2 separate regions of the Ovis aries genome follow, and region 2 is linked to region 1. Evidence: chromatin contacts called from public Hi-C data. All regions are on one chromosome and are shown on one strand. The core of a region is the stretch at or near the end of the contact, and the rest is flanking DNA. Distances in the headings are between cores, read along the strand shown. Region 1 overlaps TCF4 (transcription factor 4). Region 2 has its middle 110 kb from the start of TRNAC-ACA.

Region 1 (5,978 bases), core at 1,482-3,981:
TCTCTGCCTCAACTATTATGATAGACAGCATAACTAAGTGAAAATTAACACAATATGAGAGTTGAAAATATGTAGGTTCTAACTGTAACTGGTTTCTTTACTTGTTATATAATCTTGGGTAAGTTACTCAAACCCAAAATGGAGAAAATAACACTGGAAGTGACAGTGACTAAATCTCAGGTTTATTGCAAGGAGCAGTAGTATGCAAGACAGTTGGTACACAAAGGTGCCCAATAATTACCGACACTGTTAGGTGTTTCAGCTGAAAATACTTGCTTACTACATATAAGTAAGAGTCTACACAGTTTAAGAAACCTGAGAAGTCAGGCTGCTTTCACTTATGATCCTCTTTGCACTCTACGTTGTTCGTGTCCATTTGGTTTAAAATCTTTCTCCTGCAGAATGACAGCGAAATTTTAAATGATCTATAAATATGTTTGAGAAGGTGGCTGTTCTGACTAGATGTTGGCTTTTATCCACGCATATTACCTAACTTTAATTTTCTAAAGATCACCTGAGAGCCCCTGAAATAATACATTCTTTTCCATAAAGGAAGTTGAAAACATTCTCTGTGATATCAGAAGGTCTCTCTCGTAGTATATTTCAGGAACAAATGGATCAATAACGATAGGTCTAGATCCATGGATCCATCTAATCAGCTTGACTCTCCAGGATCCATTCCATTGCCCGTGTCTGTGGAATAATATTCCAATTTGAAGAATTAGCTTTGCTCTGCTTGCTTCCTTGGCCACAGACAGCATTTCCTAACCCTATTTACTTCTCCCTCAGAAACATTATTTCTGGTCACATAAGAGACAAGAAAAAAACCACAGTGAATGGCCAGCACAAACCCATCAATAGAATAACTCAGAAATAGATGCGAGACCAATACTGCCATCTGTATATATGAGAGTCAGGATTTGCCCACTTACAAATACATAATAATGTGACTAGAAAAAAAGCAGATTCCTTTAACCTACAAATCAATTCTAAGGATGGCACCCAGAAAATCCATATTTCATTAAAGTCCTATTTTGAGAACCTTTTCATCTAGATAAGCAATGAAGTTAAAAGGCAGCCAATGAAAACAGCTTTATCAATACTGATTGTAAATTTTTTTGCAGTCTTTAACAATAGAGTCTTCTTATAGTTACATACCATATGGTTTTAGATATATCTATGCTAAAAATAGAAGACAGAACTAAAATATAAACATTATTCAATAATTGCTAATTGATCAGAGAGTATATTTATTAATTCAGCAAATCTAGCTGATGTGGTCATTCTGGAAGGTGCTGGGGATGCATGGTGAATAACTTAGATGTGGGCCCTGGCCTGTGTGGGGCTTACAGCGATCCTTGGTAGAATTTTCACGGAGTGATCAATTTACTGAGGTGATTTTAACAGCAAGGACCAGAAATTCATTCTGCCTTGCTCAGGTAAAAGGAGATTTAACAGGAAGATTTCTTTTTTAAAATTTTATTTATTAGAGGATAACTGTTTTATAATGCTGTGGTGGTCTCTGCCATACATCGACGTGAATCGGTCATCATTATATACATGTCCTCTCCTCCTGAGCCTCGCCTGCCGCTTTCATCCCTCTATGTCACCCACAGCACCCGGCTGGGCTCCCTGTGTTACACCCCCGATGGTTACCTACTTCACATGGCAGCGTATACACACGAAAGCTACTTTCTCACGTTGCCCTGCCCCCCTTCCCCCGCAGCGTCCACGAGGCTGTTCTGTATGTCTGTGTCTCCATTTCTTGTCTGTAAATAGGTTCGCCAATACTATTTGTCTAGATTCCATATACGTATTTGTTAATATAGCATATTTGGTTTTCACTTTCTGACTTATTTCACTCTGTATAGCAAGTTCTAGGTTTATACTCTTCATTAGAATGGACTCAAATTTGTTCCTTAGGAATAAAACTACTATGTGACCCAGCAATCCCACTACTGGGCACATACCCTGGGAACAATCAGACTTCTAAAGGACACATGCAGCCCTGTTCCTGGAGCACTGCTTACAAGAGCCAGGACATGGGTGCAGCCGAGATGTCCATCGACAGACGGAGGGACATGGATGAAGAAGCTGCGGTACACGACGGAATATTACTCAGCCGTAACAGGAAGATTTGGTGACTAAAGCTCAGGGCCTGGGGAACTCCTGTGACCTACGGCCATCCCTTGTCCCCAGGGGCCATCCCGGCCTCTCCCACCCCTGTTGGTACCTCTCTCTCTGGCTTCTGCCCACTCTGGACCACACCCTGGACTCTTCTTTCACAGGAGCTCCCAGGACATCCTTCCAGGTTCTGAACCTGCCCCTAACTCCCTCTTTGTTTTAGTAGTTCTGAGTTCAGAATGCTGAGATCATCTGAGGGCCTGGCTCATCATTCTGAAGCAGAAGTGGACCATCCCATGAACAGGCCAGCCTGGAACCAGATGTCCCCCTCCCCCAATTTGGCAGGGCATACCCAAAGGTCCAGCAGTAAGGAATCTGCCTGCCAACGCAGGAGACATGGGTTCAATCCCCGGGTTGGGAAGATCCCCTGGAGAAGGAAACGGCAACCCACTCCATTATTCTTGCCTGGAGAAGAAGACTGGTGGGCTACAGTCTTATTGTAAGGTTGCAAAGAGTCAGACATGACTGATTCGAGTTAGCACACAAATACATATACACACTCACACACGCATGCACAGAGAGGAGGGGAGCAGAGTTTAGGGACAAACTACTTCCTGGAGTTTTCATTTTAAAACTCTCTCTCTGTGTCTGTGTGTGTGTGTGTATGTAGATGCAGATATGAAAATCACTTTCGTTTTATCACTGAGGGGAAAACCATCATAGTCCACCAACTCAAGCCAAGGCCAAGATGTCTAACTGAATTACAAAATTTAATAGCTGCCACAACTCCTCCAACATAAACAGATTTTAAAGATATGCAACTTCAAATGAGGTGGCTGCTGGCAACGCTGTTTTTTATGCGGGGATGCACGGAGAGTGCCCTGGTAAACATCCTTCTCCTGATCCTCGCGCTCACAACAGACATCACAAACAAAAAAGGCATTCAGTGTTTCTGCTCTCTTTGTTTCCAGGGAGTATTATGAAAGTAATTATTCTGTTGTATTTAAGAAGCCTATTGCATGGATGGGAAAATGTATTAAATTTCATTTGGCAGTTATTCAATCCTTGTTAATGTTATCTCCAGCAATAACTGCTTCAAAACAGGCTTTCAGACCTCAGTTCCTTCTCCCCTACCATAATCCTTCTAAAAGAGTATAGGGTGGGAACTTTAGGAAATTTGTCATTAGTTTTTAGATCCAGAGATAATGACACAAAACCAGAAATGCTGTTAGAAACATTTTGGTATCTCAAAATGAAAGTCTGTAATTAATGGCATCGTGTTCAAAAATTTCCTTTTGACAGAGGTGTTTTTTAGAAAGAAGGAAAATAACAACAAGAGAATGGGCCCAGAAAAAAAGTCCTGGTAACTTTTACTTTTCTCTCTTTTAACTTTCTCTTGTTTTGCTATAATCATTAAAAAAAAATGTTGATGGGCTTTTTACTGTAATTAGACACCCATTGACAGAGAAAACAGTTTTGGTGTCTGAACTGTAATCTCCTCATGAAATATCAATTATACATGACAGTCAGAGAGTGCTCGATTTCAGTTTCAATTATCTTGCCAGATCTGTGTCATAACAGAGGAAAGCAAACATTTTCTCAAATGTGCAAAAAATACCACTGAGTCCAAAAGGGGCATCTTTTACAGAGGTGGGAAGTGGTCTTGCAAACTTTAATAGCTCACAGATGGGAACTCGGAAGTTCATGAAATAGCAGTGGTAGATATTGAGAAACAGTATCAGAGGCACTGAATTCTGTAGAAAACGAGAGTAGGCTCTGCAAACCAACTCTTTCGTGTGAGAAAGCTGTGGCATCTGGGAGACCCTTCAACCACGAATATAATTTCCACATTCCTCAGTTTTAAAAAATTAACAGACCATTTTTAAAAACTCATGTGATTACACATTGAAAGGACTTTTCACTCAAGTCAGATCTGGATTCAATTCTTAAGTTTGGATCTTGATTCTTAAAATGTTCATTGGGAGAAAACCTAATTTTCTTAAAAAAAAAAAAAAAAAATTTTCCCCTCCCCAGAAATCTCACAGCTTCAACTATGCTTTATCTGAAAACGGAAGGTATTTCTTAACTGGGCAATTCTTGGAAATGAATTTAACGCTTATTCCCCAGATGATAAAATAACATTCGAAAGGATTTAAGCATGTCTAAACGACCCTGACCTTGGCAGTGTTAACCTGTCACGGGGTCAGCCGGGCTGAAACTCTCATGATGTCCACCAAAATGGTTAAAAATAAATGATTCTGTGATCGAGTTTGAGAAATGCAAATGGCAGTTATGTGATTTCAGTTCATCTTTTTTTTTTCCCCCTTAACTCAAGTTTCATCTATTAAAACTGTTTCATTTCTCTCCTCTGTATCCCCACCCTCTGCCCCCAATACTTTACATCACTTTCCTACACCGGAAACTAGAACTGGATGAAGCCCATCGGGCGGGGGGCCTTGGGGGCTGGTTAGCAGAGTCCACTCCGGCCCTTCCTGGCCCCAGGATGGGGGGAACTAATCCAAGCCTAGTGAACTAAGCCCACGCAGCACAGAGATTATGGTGCAAATTTGCAGTTACCCGTAAGCAGCTTCTTTTGCTAGAGTGAAGGAAAAGACAACTGGACACTGGATACGTGTCGGAATTTCCGGTCCCTGCAGAATAAACACACCTGTGTCTGGCTGCCTGGCACACAAAGTGCTCTGCAGCTGGCCCAAGAAGCCTGTTACTAGGGATTTATCCTTAACTAACAGGCTTTCATTTAAAACATTTTTAAAAATTAATGTTTACTGGAATTTAGTTGACTTATAAAGCTGTGTTAGTTTCTGTTATATAGCAAAGTGAATCAGTTACACGTATATATTTACCCACTCTTTTGCAGAGTCACAGATGTAGAAAACAAACATGGTTACCAAGGGGAAGAGGGGATAAACTGGCAGACTGGGACTGACATATACACACTACTATATCTATAGAAGGTAATAATCTATTGTACAGCCCAGGGAACCCTACTCAATACTCTATAATGACCTCTACAGGGGAAGAATCAGGCCTTTATGTTTAAAATGCTTTTCTTTGTTATGCAAGTAACACCTGCTGATTGTAACATTTTTGGAAAAGCAGTGGAAGTGTAAAGAAGCTTGTGTAACAAAACATTTCTTCCCCATCCCTTCTGAAATACTCAGCGTGTAAATGCTGTATCCTCTGCCCTTGGGCCCTTGCACATCAAGATTCTTGCATGGCTTTTCACTGTCCTATGGCTTAAGTCTAAGATAGCTTATCAATACCTTATGCTTCACCTGGACACCAAAGGAGCACGTTGGTACCCTCCTGTTCAAATTTCTTCATCTCCATCTTCAGTTACCTGCTTGTGACCTCTTGTTTGGTGCCTTCACTCCCACATCCCCGAGGCCTAAGCTGAGCCTTCCATCTTCTGTCCCCCGGGACACAAGGGCTACCTCCCTCCCCAGGACCCACTTTTATTTGTCCTACAGACCCCCTTACTCTCATTCCTCCTAGTCTGCCTGGGTCTCTAGAACTCTCAACATCTTGTTGGATCTGGAAAGGGCTCTCCCCTAACTGTTAATGATGGACATCACTCGAGGCCATTGTCTAGTAGGGCAGGGCATACGCTCCAAGGATGTTGTTTGGCTGCTATTCACAAAGCCTATACCTCTTCTGAAATGTAAGCACCCCAAAGGCAAGCACTGGGTCCTTGTATAGGACTGTAATATCACAAGGTGCAATTATGTACTTCCTAAACTGTCAGGGATGACACCAGTGGCATATATCCTGTGAGACACTCTGAAATCTAAAAGCTTTTGGTATTGCTGACTATAGGTTAGCCATTTTCTATA
Region 2 (5,978 bases), core at 1,413-3,912, 1.1 Mb after region 1:
TCGCCTCTGTTCTAGTAAGGAATACAGGGAGCTGATTCAGCTTGCTGAGGGTAAAAATAGTCAGTGGACAGCTTGAGTGAAACTTAGCCGTTCACCTGTTTCTCCTATCATCAACGGCAGAAAGTGTATCAAGGACCGCAAAGTTAGACACCACTGGAAAACCCAGGCTCTGTGGAAAAAACCCATCTCTCTGAAATTGAGAAGTGCCAGGGGAGCCTGATCAGGTTGAAAACAAGCAGCTGCTTCGCATGCTTCTCCTAGAACAGATGCCGGGGGAACCGCCGTCAACAGGAAACCTCGATGGTACCGGTGCCACATCGGAGAACCTTCTCCGGAACGCTTGCCCTCAGCGCGATCCCCCAGATCCCATCCACAGAGGAAGGCGCTGGGCTTCCCATCACCCTTTGCCAGCAGTCCAGAGTTCAGCTTCTGCTTCTGCCTGTCCCAAGGGGTGTTTGCAGGCCGAGTTCATTTTCAGTGGTGCAAGGCTGGTAATTTTGTCATTAAGGAGCCACCTTTAAGTCTGATTCACACACCTACTTAGATGCCTACGATTTCTGACTCATAACGTTTTGAATGTACAATTGAACCCTTGAGCCAGGCTTGCCACCAGCAAATAGAAATTCCCAGAGGAGGTGAAGGGGGAGGTATGGATATGGTCTTGGAAGTTCTCCTGTTTGCCTCAATGCTGTTCTGGTGCTTTAAGAAATCACATTCTACAGGCAATTCTACAGAGACTTAGAAAAGCCAAGTTAGAGATTTGATAAGGGAGAGAGGAATGGGGCTTTAGGGCTTAAGAAACATACATATGTAAACACACACACGTGTGTGCATTGAAGGAAATATATATATATATATATATATATATATATATATATATATCTTCAATGCATGAGACATGGGTTTGATTCCTGGGTGGGGAAGACCCTCTGGAGAAGGAAATGCCAACCCAATTCAATATTCTTGCCTGGAGAATCCCATGGACAAAGGAGCCTGGCGGGCTACAGTCCATGGGGTCTCAAGGGTCAGACATGACTTAGCGACTAATCCATCACCACTGCCGCCGTATAAAATATATACTATATATAGTCATACATGCACACACATGCTCACATAAACATATACACAAACATATACCTATATTCATTTTGAGAGAGAGAACAAGAGGCAGCTTGAGAAGAGCAAACATGCCCCAGTTTGCCCATCTTGAAACTTGATTAGATGGATTTGTCAGGTTGACAAACGGCCCCCACTCAGGGCAGACCCAGCGCACGACAAGCATAGGCAGGGCTCCTGCCCGCACCTCCCATAAGCAAACTGTGGAATGCAAGAAGCCTACACCGGGCTGCACCCGCAGACTAAAAATACCGCCAGCCCATCTCTCTGGAGGTTTGATTCTAGGCCGCAGGGGCCCTGAGGCCCGGCCCTGCCTGGAGGAAGCGCAGGGGCCTCCATCCGCCCCAGAGCTGATTGCCAAGGACCCGGCCAGGCAGCTGCTGGGCTCCAGCTCTCGGTTTGTGAGAGCCTTGCAAAGGCAGTGGTTCTAACTTCAGATCTTCTCTCCAAACTTTGATCTTCCAGCGCTGCTTGGCTGTAGGCAAAACATAAACTTGAGAGCTGCAACATGTTTTTCAAATTTTATTCCCCTGGCAGTTTTAGAATAAGGACAGGAATTATTTTCAAATGAGAATCTTTGACTGCATAACACAAGCTTCCAAAATTAAGCAGAAGCACATGGTGGCTCTTATTATTAAATTTCCCTTGGAAAACAATGGTTCAAATTATGGGAGGGGGAAGCAGTTTGATAAAACTTTGAAATGTGAAGCCTAAAGTTTAAAATAAAATTAAAAAATAGCTCTAGCCTTCTTTTATTTTTAAGATCATCATGGAGTTTTTCCAGCCCTGCCATTATTATTCTGTATCTACCAATGGCTCAAAAATTGAATGCTTGGGGTTTAAAATACAAATGTCAAGCTGAAAATCAGATGCTAAGGGGGTTCCTGAAGTACAGAGAATATTTTGGGCTGCCCGATTAGAGCGTCTCCCCAGAAAGCATGCTTTTAAGAAAGTAAAGCTAGAGAGCTTAACTGTATTCCTTTTTGCACCTGATTCTGAGTCGTGTTGAGCGAGCAACAGAATCCTTCTGGCAAGGTGTGCTGTGCATTCCAAGCCTGCTTTTGGCTGATGGTATTCAGTGTGGCCTCAGCTAGGGCCATTGGCATCCTCTAGCAGCAAAATAAACCAACACGTCGCTTTCTTCTCCTCCCCAAGCCATTCCCAGACAGGATTTGGGAAGAGGTTGTTCTCAGAGGCTGTACTATCTCAGACCTCTCAGGCACTACTTAATTCTCCCTTCCCTTCCAAGATAACATCAGTTGCTACCTTCTTGATGGAGCTTTTCTGATGACCTCATTCAAGTTTCCCGTGTCCTTCTCAGCCCACATCCTCATCGTGTGTATCACTCACTTGGAACTCACGATTTCCTGCTGGACGTGGTCAGTGATCTCAAAGCTGTGGCTTTTCCCTTCCCAACTCCTTTCTAAAGCCCACAGTGGTGGGAACCAGCTCTCTTCACCTTCAGCATCCTTCATCGGGCCTAGCTTGGTGCCCTGGGCCTGCACCTGGGTTCCTGGGCCGGGGACAGCAGGGGACAGTCACAGAGCTCTGATCATAACAAGAACTTATCTTCTAGCATCACCCAGAGGACGCCCTGGGCAACAGACTCAAAGGGAAACAAAATAAAACCAAACTCCTTGCACTTCCTTCCCACTGCTGCCCTAAAAGAGGACCCAGTGGGGCCGTTTGATGGAGGCTGGGCAGCCAGCTGGGCTCTCTGGGGAGATGGCAAACACCACCGTGACCACGCAGCCAGACAGAAAAAAGGAAGGGAAGGTGAGGGAGTGGAGGCCCCCACTCTGATTCTGCAAATGAGTATTTTTTTTTTTAACTTTTGTCAGTTCTCATAACCGCCTTCCACCTTCGAGATGTAGCTTATGGTTAAGCTTCTCTGATTAAAGGCATGGTTTCCGCACAGTGTACTTTCGGTCATAATGATATCTAACCCCCACATCACATACACGCAGCAAATTCCCATGCCATCTCTGCAGCATTTTAAAACAGTATTAATACCAGTTGTAAGCAAACAAGAACATCATTCACAAAACTTTGTTTATGTAACTGAACTCCAGTTTGGAATGATTTCCTTTTCAGTTATAAGAAACGTCTCTTCCTTTTTCAAATAGCCAGCCTAATAGGCTCATTCAACATTTCGGGTAGGAATTTCACTGCCTGAATTAGGAGAAGACATCACGGGTGCAGAGAGAGAACTTTGCCCGGGTGTCACGAGTGATTTAAGGCCTGGCCCCTCAAAGTGCGGTCTCAGTGCCGTCGCCTGGGAGTTGGTTAGAAATGTTGCATGTCACTTGCTACTTCAGACCCTCTGAATCAGAATCTCTACTTTTCTTATTTTTTATTTTTATTTTTCCCTTGTTTAAAAAAAATTTTTTTTAATTTGGAGTATAATTGCTTAACAATGCTGTGTTAGTTTCTGCTGTACACCAACATGAATCAGCTACATGAGTGCATATATCTGCTCCCCCTTGGACCTCCCTCCCATCTCCCACCCACCTCGGTCATCACAGAGCAGTGAGCGGAGCTCCCTGTACAATACAGCAGCTTCCCAAGAATCTCCACTTGTAACGTGATTCCCAGAGACTCATACACATGTTAATATTGACTATAAGCATCCTCTACACACTCTTTCTCAACTGAAAAAATTTTCCCCACCAATCTGTCATTTCTGCCAAAAATGGTCATTGTAGAGATTTATAAGAAGAAGGTTTACTCATGTTGTTTTTTTGCCTTTAAGTGGCAAATTCACCCAAGAGAAATAATTTATGAAGGCAAATCAGCTACTAGGACTGAGATGCCCAAGTGGACTCAGTTGCTCTTTTCAGTGGTGAAAGTACCTTTGCAAGTGACTGAAAGAAGGAGCGACTGCTTTGCATTCTCTAGGACAGGGCACGGGGGAGTCCCCAGGTACCCAGATGTGGTCCAGGAGGGCTTCTCACCTGCCCCAGGCAGTGTGGATCCAGATGTGCGAAACAGAATCCCCACAGCGGTGAACTTCCCATAGTAACAAAATAACGCTTCCCTGGTGGCTCAGATAGTAAAGAATCTGCCCACAATGCAGGAGACCTGGGTTTGATCCTTAAGTCAGGAAGACCCCCTTGAGAAGGGAATGGCTACCACCTCCAGTATAAGAATATTCCATGGACAGAGGAGCCTGGTGGGCTATGGTCCATGGGGTTGCAAAGAGTTGGACATGACTGAATGATTAACACTTCCAACCTTCCCAAATGGGCAACCAAATCCAGGAGGGACTGAGAGTCAGAGAAGAGAGTCAGGGAGCCAGTGAGGATGAAGGGAAGAGAGAGAGGCTGCAATGGGCACGTCGGGGAGTGAACGGGTCGAGGCCAGAGATGCTGGCCTGTGTGTGCTTCCCCTCTGGGCCTGTCAATGGAGGTGAGGGCTTGCGTAAACAGAATTAATCTGAAAGGCCAGGAACAAGTGTTCTCATATCCGTCTAGCTCTGGTGTGTGTGGAGGTCACAGTCACACTACCAGTGATTTCCACTACCCCGCTCACCCCTGCCAGTGTGGCTCCAGAGCCCATGGCCCTATGACTATGATGTGCTCCTCCTACTTTCTGAGATGTTTCTGGAAGACCCCAGGAGAGATCTCAAGCCTCCTGAGGAGTCAGACTGCTTCTTCTTCCACTCTGGGGCCACATCCCACACATGGATGCTCTTGTCCTTGTGATCCAGAAGCAGCTGATCACTAAGAAGTAGCTTAGAAGCTACTTGAAGATGAAGAGAAATGTCCACCCCACCCCATGCATTGCCATATGTCCAAGACCATCCAGGCTGCCATAAGGGAATACCACAGGGCTGAGTGGTGAATCAACAACAGAAATCTATTCCTCATGATCCTGAAAGCCAGAAGCCCAAAATGAAGGTAGAGCAAATTCAGTGTCTGATAACAGCCCGCTTTCTGGTTCTCTGTGCCCTCACGTCATGGAAGGGGTGTGAGAGTTCTTCAGGTCTCTCCTACATGTGCGAGGTCACTGATCCGTTCCTGAAGGCCCCACCCTCATGACCTGACCACTTCCCAAAGCCCCACCTCCTTATACCTTCACAGTAAGTTTAGGTTTCAATATGCAAAATTGGGAGGAACCCAAGCATTCAGCCCATCATACTCTGCAAAAGAGATCCCTTAGCTGAACTGTGGATCACAAGGGCTATGGAGCTCAGAGAGATCGCCTCATTCCCTTCAGATCCCTGCCTCCCCTCCATGGAGTCCGTGTCAAGTTCTCTCAAAGACCACACCATGGTGTCCATGTAATTTGGTTTCTGTCTCTTTCCTTCCTACCCTGCCAAGTCACCAGACATGCCAGATAGGAACAAGACTAGAATAGGGATGAGCAAGACAGATGCAGAAATGGAAACAGAGGGGAGGACTGTGGGGAGAAGAGCCCCGGGACTCCTGACAAAGCCAGTGCTCAGCGCTCAGCACCGTGGTACTCGGCAACAGTCCATTAGCTTGTTAATTAACCAAGGGAAATAAATAAAATAAACTGCAAGGGAACCACAGAGGGGCAGCAGCCTGGGGGAACGGCAGCCGTTCCACTCACTTCTGCTCGTTTGCTCATTTGTTCAGTACCTAGAACAAAATCTGGGTAGAGCAGGCAATGGATTTTCACAAATGAGTAACCAAATGAATGAATGAACTTAGCAAAGACAAGCTGAGGGCTTGGATGTTCGAGGGCTTGGGCTAGACTACAGAATGCAGCAGTGGGTCAGTCAGTCCCAGCCCTGACGGAGGATCCAGGGAAACAGATGACACCAGCACCCATGAGCGATAAACAGTGCAAGAGAAGAAACAAGGGGAGCTGCAGGAGCACCCCAGGAGGACCCCCAT

Evidence for each region. A called contact is a pair of places that touch in the nucleus more often than the background predicts.
Region 2: a contact with region 1 is called in a Hi-C map of hypothalamus, with 3 times the contacts expected there. The contact joins two enhancer-like sites. A contact is called at or near these places in 2 of 16 Hi-C or Micro-C datasets (hypothalamus and omental adipose tissue).

What each region holds. Positions count from the first base shown.
Region 1 is chr23:54,957,315-54,963,292 of ARS-UI_Ramb_v3.0, forward strand. The region is part of intron 14 of TCF4 (transcription factor 4); the gene reads right to left. Among named protein-coding and RNA genes, the nearest start is that of CCDC68, 280 kb to the left of the region's middle. Within about 2 kb of position 2,732, at least 8 of the 54 cell types and tissues checked have an H3K27ac peak or open chromatin away from gene starts, as enhancers often do. A contact at or near this core is called in hypothalamus, where this site is marked.
Region 2 is chr23:56,037,764-56,043,741 of ARS-UI_Ramb_v3.0, forward strand. No RefSeq gene overlaps it. Among named protein-coding and RNA genes, the nearest start is that of TRNAC-ACA, 110 kb to the left of the region's middle. Within about 2 kb of position 2,663, at least 11 of the 54 cell types and tissues checked have an H3K27ac peak or open chromatin away from gene starts, as enhancers often do. A contact at or near this core is called in hypothalamus, where this site is marked.